Linked DNA regions of Triticum aestivum: region 2 is linked to region 1. Evidence: chromatin contacts called from public Hi-C data. All regions are on one chromosome and are shown on one strand. The core of a region is the stretch at or near the end of the contact, and the rest is flanking DNA. Distances in the headings are between cores, read along the strand shown. Region 1 holds the start of LOC123092824 (protein TITANIA). Region 2 holds the start of LOC123092826 (probable xyloglucan endotransglucosylase/hydrolase protein 27).

The links. Hi-C and Micro-C count contacts between places; a contact is called where the count stands out from the background.
Region 2: a contact with region 1 is called in a Hi-C map of leaf, with 3 times the contacts expected there. The contact joins the promoter of LOC123092826 here to the promoter of LOC123092824 in region 1. A contact is called at or near these places in 2 of 5 Hi-C or Micro-C datasets (both in leaf) and 1 of 1 datasets of contacts at active chromatin or transcription factors (leaf).

Annotation. Positions count from the first base shown.
Region 1 is chr4B:479,277,086-479,279,785 of IWGSC CS RefSeq v2.1, reverse strand. It overlaps LOC123092824 (protein TITANIA), which reads left to right and starts at 1,323. Exons shown (of 2, transcript XM_044514670.1): 1 at 1,323-2,700. The coding sequence starts at 1,503.
Region 2 is chr4B:479,800,728-479,803,427 of IWGSC CS RefSeq v2.1, reverse strand. LOC123092826 (probable xyloglucan endotransglucosylase/hydrolase protein 27) reads right to left here and starts at 1,256. Exons shown (of 4, transcript XM_044514673.1): 1 at 802-1,256; 2 at 574-674; 3 at 264-472. The coding sequence starts at 1,006.

The DNA.
Region 1 (2,700 bases), core at 74-2,573:
AATTGGTACTCCCTCCTTCCATCTATATAGGGCCTAATTTGTTTTTAAAGAACCGCCTTTGACTATTAACAAGATTAATATTACATAACATGTATAATGTGAAAATTATATCATTGGAAGCTCCTTTCACATATGAATTTGATGATATGCTTTGTTTAAGTTGCATGTCATATATTATTGCTCTAACATTTGGTCAAAGTTAGCCTCGAAAAACGCATTAGGCCCTATATAGATGGAAGGAGGGAGTACACCAAAAGAGAAAAAAGAAAAACAGATGTCCGGCCGGTCAACGGGTGGAAACCGGCGAGGACTCATAAACAGCCAGTTTTTATTATTATTTTGACGTAATTTATCACAGGAGTTAGCTGGGCGGCTGGCGCCGTGGGGTTGACATTGAAACCAAGCACACCCTGTTGCTCAATTGAGAATTGAATGCCGTTTGGAATTCGTCTGACCAAGCATTTCTCGTCGTGCAGGTTTTTAAGATCATTTTTTCAGATCAAATGCAGACTAGTTCAGGCTGGCTGGCATTATATATGAGGGACCATATCGACATGGAAGCAATAGCGCATTATGTTATCAAGTTATTGGCATTGCGTCGTTGCCGCACTTAACAAATGGATGGATGGATAGACAGACAGCTAGGCCGTCACACTGGCGTGAGATAAGCTAAGAAATTCTCCCACCGAGGGTGCTCCACTACTGATTGCTGCCCCGTCGGCAGTCCACCCAGACCAAACGGCCCACTCTTTCTTTCTACCCGCTCGCACCGAGCCTTTTTTTTTTCTTTGTTGCTGTTGTGAATGGAAATGAGCCGGGGTTGCTTTACCCTGCACGAGAGTGGAGATGGTTCGATCGTCTTTCCGAGAGAAACACGGGATGGATCGTCCATCGTCGCTGTCTGGAGATCACATGATGTAGTTTGACCCCCTCCTGTCGCCTGCCTGCCAAACGGGTTGGCACTTCTCACTTTCACGCACGAGCAATGACGGCGGCAGTGAAAACAGTTCGTAAATATCTCTACGTTTCCCCGTCAAAAATATCTCTACGTTTCAAATAGTCAGAGAGAGACAGTGCGACTTGTGCTGGCGCTACCGTCCGTTTTTCTCACATGGGAAGACGGGCAAACGGCCAAAAGCCTGACGCGTCCGTAGCTTCGGCAAGGCGACGCCGCTGCTGCTTTGAACGTCACGGGCGCCAGCCAGCCACCGGGAGCGGAAGGGAGCTCCTCTGCCGCGACGAGACATTCATTCCCCCCTTCCACTAGCCCCCAGTCTTCTCATCTCATCATCTCACGGGAGAGAGAGAAAAAAGGAAAAGAAAACGAGGCCTCGGGACAGACCAAAAGCAACAGGTTAAAAAATAGTTGCGCTCACAGTTTCCTCCCACCCCCCGCCGTCCCGTCCGCCCCATTTCCGCGTCTCGGCGTGCGGAAGTCAACCCCAACCCACCCCCGCGCGCCCCGCAGCAGCCCGCAGGAAATCGCCGCGAATCCGGCGGCCATGTTCGGCGACTCCGACGGATCCAAGGACCCCGGCGCCGCGCCGCCGCCCGCCGACCAGCCCTTCCCCAACCGCGAGCTCACCCTCAGCAGCTACCTCTGCGACAAGCCCACCCTCGCATCCGCCGCCGCCGCCGAGGCCGCTGCTTCCGCGGCGGCCGCAGCGGCAGCGGCGCCGGGCTCCTCCTCCCCTCCCAACCCCAACCCCGCCGCCGACGCCGCCGCGGCCGATGCCGCCAACGCCAAGCTCTGCGTCGAGCGCGACTTCCTCCACCTCTCCGCGCCCAAGCGCGGCGATCCCCCTGGGGACGACTCCTCCGTGGTCGGCGGGAAGAAGCCCCGCCTCGACTCCCTGCAGCTCTCGCTCTCCCTCCCGTCCGACGGGCCCGGGCAGGGGCAGGCGCAGCAGCAGCAGCAGCTCCCGCCGGCCCCCGCCGCCGATGGAGATCTCCGGGCCGCGTCGGCCGGCGCCGCCGCCGCGCCACCCCCCAGGCGGACCTACAGCGCCACCACGGGCCGCACACGGAGCATCAACTCCGACGACATGTCCTACTCCTACTCCATGTTCTCGCACAACCCCAGCTGCTCCCTCACGCACAACTCCACCGACATCTACGCCGCCGGGGAGGGAACAAACGGCTCCGTGCACAGCAGATTCAATTTCCGCCCCATGGGGGACGGCAGCGTCGCCTTCGCCACGCCGCCGATGAAGGAGGGCACCTCCGCCTTCTTCCCCACTGAGCTCCCCGCCAAGATGGCGGCGGCCAGCGCGGGGGGCAGCTTTGACGGCGGCCGCGGCGGGCATACGTCGCGGCCTGATAGGATCCTGCGGGACATCGTGTCGGACTCTGTGTCGGCCATGGCGCATGTGCTGCAGGAGTTCCCCAGCGAGTCTCTGGAGGTGCTGCGGGCGGCGGTGCGGAGCATGGTCGATGCTCCGGAGAAGACGGACGAGCTGGCCAGCCTGCAGCGGAGGCTGGAGCGCCGGTCGGACCTGACGGCCGAGGCACTGGCGCGGGCCAACAGGACGCAGTTGGAGATCCTGGTGGCCATCAAGACTGGTTCGGCCGCGTTTGTCACCGGCAAGGGCCGCGTACCAAGCAGCGAGCTCGTGGAGATGTTCCTCATGACACGGTGCCGCAACCTCAACTGCAAGAGCATGCTGCCTGTGGACGATTGCGAGTGTAAGATTTGCTCCA
Region 2 (2,700 bases), core at 7-2,506, 520 kb before region 1:
CGAGCTAATCCAAGTCAGGTGAAGTAACTGGCTAGGGCTGTTGCAGCTAAAACTATTCTACATTATGCCAGAAGCCCCACTTGAGGGGGCTCCCAGTCTGAAGTTCTGAACTCGTTTGCTGTTCAAGGTTCAGGCCGATCAAACCTTGCAGCGAATGCAGTGTTGGAAAACTGAGAATTGCAGCCGTGCACGCAATGCAGCGTCGATCGATCACGAGTAAGTAAGTAAGAGTGGTGGAGATGAGAGCGGGAGCAGGGGCTTACACGATGGTGCGATTGGTCCAGAGGATGGCGTAGCGGTGGAAGTCTTGCGTGGGGTCGAACCAGAGGCCGTACCGCTCCTCCCGGCCGACCGCCGTGCTGCCGTCGCCGTACACGTTGGTCTGCACCCTCCACTCCTTCCCCTTGACGTTCCCCAGGAACTCGAAGTCCAGCTCGTCGTGCGTCTTCTCGTACACGTCGCCGTTGGACATCTGCCGGAATCCAACGATCGCAATGCCAAAGTCTGTTAGTAATTCTCTCGCCGGTCTCTCTCTGCATTATATCGGTTCGTTTGCAAGAAGCGTGAACTCACGTAGAAGGCGACGACGACGCCGGCGGCGTAGTCGGACGGCAGTTTGATGCTGGCGCTGAAGAAGCCGTGGAGGTACGCGCCCTGCGACGCGAACCCGGAACCTGGAACCAACCAAACAAACAGAGGCAGGCGCGATGAGGAACGGAAGGCGGCGGCTTGGTGCACCGGACAAGAACGGGAGGATCGATCGACCGATCGATGATGCACAGCAGCCAGCAGGGTGCGTACCTGTCCTCTCGTCGAGGGAGATGTGGACTCGCTTGCCGTCGCCGTGGAGCCTGAGGTTGGAGTCCCCGAACAGCTGGGTGTAGCCCTCCCCGAAGGTGAGCGCCGCCGCCGGGCGGGGGACCATGACCTCGTCCGCGGCGCCGGCGGACGCAGCGACCCAAGAGGACGACGCCAGGAGGACGGCCAAGAGGAAGCGACCCGCCATTGGTGCCCTCCCCTGCTTCTCCTCTCCGTTCCTTCCTTGACCCCCCTCCGCTCTCCTCTATATCGTGCTGGCTGGCCGCAGCTCACTGCTGCTTCTCTCGCCTCGTCTCTAGCGCTACTAGGCCGATGGATTGCAAAGGAAGCTAGCTTTCCATACGGCGTTTTATCGGGAGTTGCACCTCACAGTTTTGAGCGAGTAGCCTGCGCCGCGCCGTGGTGGCGGATCATAATTAATTATCACGCCCACCCCAATTACTTAGACAGGATCCGTATTGTGATTGAGGCCTTGATTGCCGTAGATAACCAAATATATCCCACCCAACCATTCTATCGCCCCGTCATTAATTCGCAAATCAAAACCCTAGAGCACTAGTACCCACAACCTTTCCGGTGATTCGATTATTATTGTGTACCGTTGAATGCCCGCACGAGCTTCCCGTTCCCTCGCTCGCGGCTCGAACGGTCCATACTGATACTGCTGTCAGCACTCCACATACTACATACTACCAAGGGCCTGGGCCTGCAGGCTGCAGCATGAGGAGGAAGCGTACAAACGGCACGTCCAGGGACAGGCTGGTCGACAGACATTCGACGTATTGTAGCATTGGAGTGGCGAAGCCATCGTATTCGTCGGTGAGGGAAACTGGTCCATGATCGTGTGCCGGAGCCAGATGATCGGACGCATTCGGGGTCCAAACGAGGCGACGACCGGCAAGGTATCCTAGGAATGTCCGGCGGGAGGAGCAGGTGGCTGCGGCGCCGGTATCCTAGAAATGTATCGGCGGGGTTTACTCCTAGGAGCGCTGCCATCAATTGCGCGACGCAGTGTCGACCGCAGGCGCCGGAAATTTAGGGGGCGGACCGGATCCGACGGCCGACACAGGGGCCCCGGCGTACTCTACGCGCGGTAGGTTTTGTAGCTTTCCCGCTCTGACGCCGTCGTGTGGGAGTGAGTATGCAGCGGCCTGAAATGGAAGCGAGACAGACAGACAGGCAACCACCTTTGCTCCTGTGTGCTCGCGTTGCCTGTGTCTCTTTCTGACCCCTTTCACCGTGTAAGCACGCACATTACAGTACAGTAGTACTCCTACTCTAACTCTACTCACGTTGTGTGAGTGAGAGGCTGAGAGCTACCCTTGCACGGTGAACCACGGAGGCGGTACTGGTACTAGCAGTACGACACTCAACAGTGCAAAGGTTAATCACGATTGAATGTGAGCCTGTCAGTGGTAGATCGAGTGAATGCAGCGGCTACAAACAGCTGCGGGGGGAAAAGAGGGATACAGCGGGAGAGCAGCGAAAAGGAGGACGAGCTCGCGTGCTCCTGTTATTGTGGCCAATGGTACAAAGTCACGTGGGGGCGCCAGTTATGGCTGCATGAAAATACTGGTTGTATACGAGTGTGGGCCCTTTCTAGTCCTCGAGACGGAGTTAGGCATCGCCGTGACGTACCTGGGCCTCCGATGGTGTGCCATTGGTACATGATCGAATCGCTTACCTGTGCCGGTATGCGCTACAATACACGAAGGAGAGTTTGTTGACCCAAAATGACCTCGGATGCTAGACGCGGCTCAGTGAAAAGGAGGTACCCATGGCGGCCTTGGCCAATGATGGCGACGGCTTCGAGTTCCGCTCAGATCTTGTCGACAGGTCTGCTTCCTCCCTCCCAGATATGGTAAAATTCTCATTTTGTGT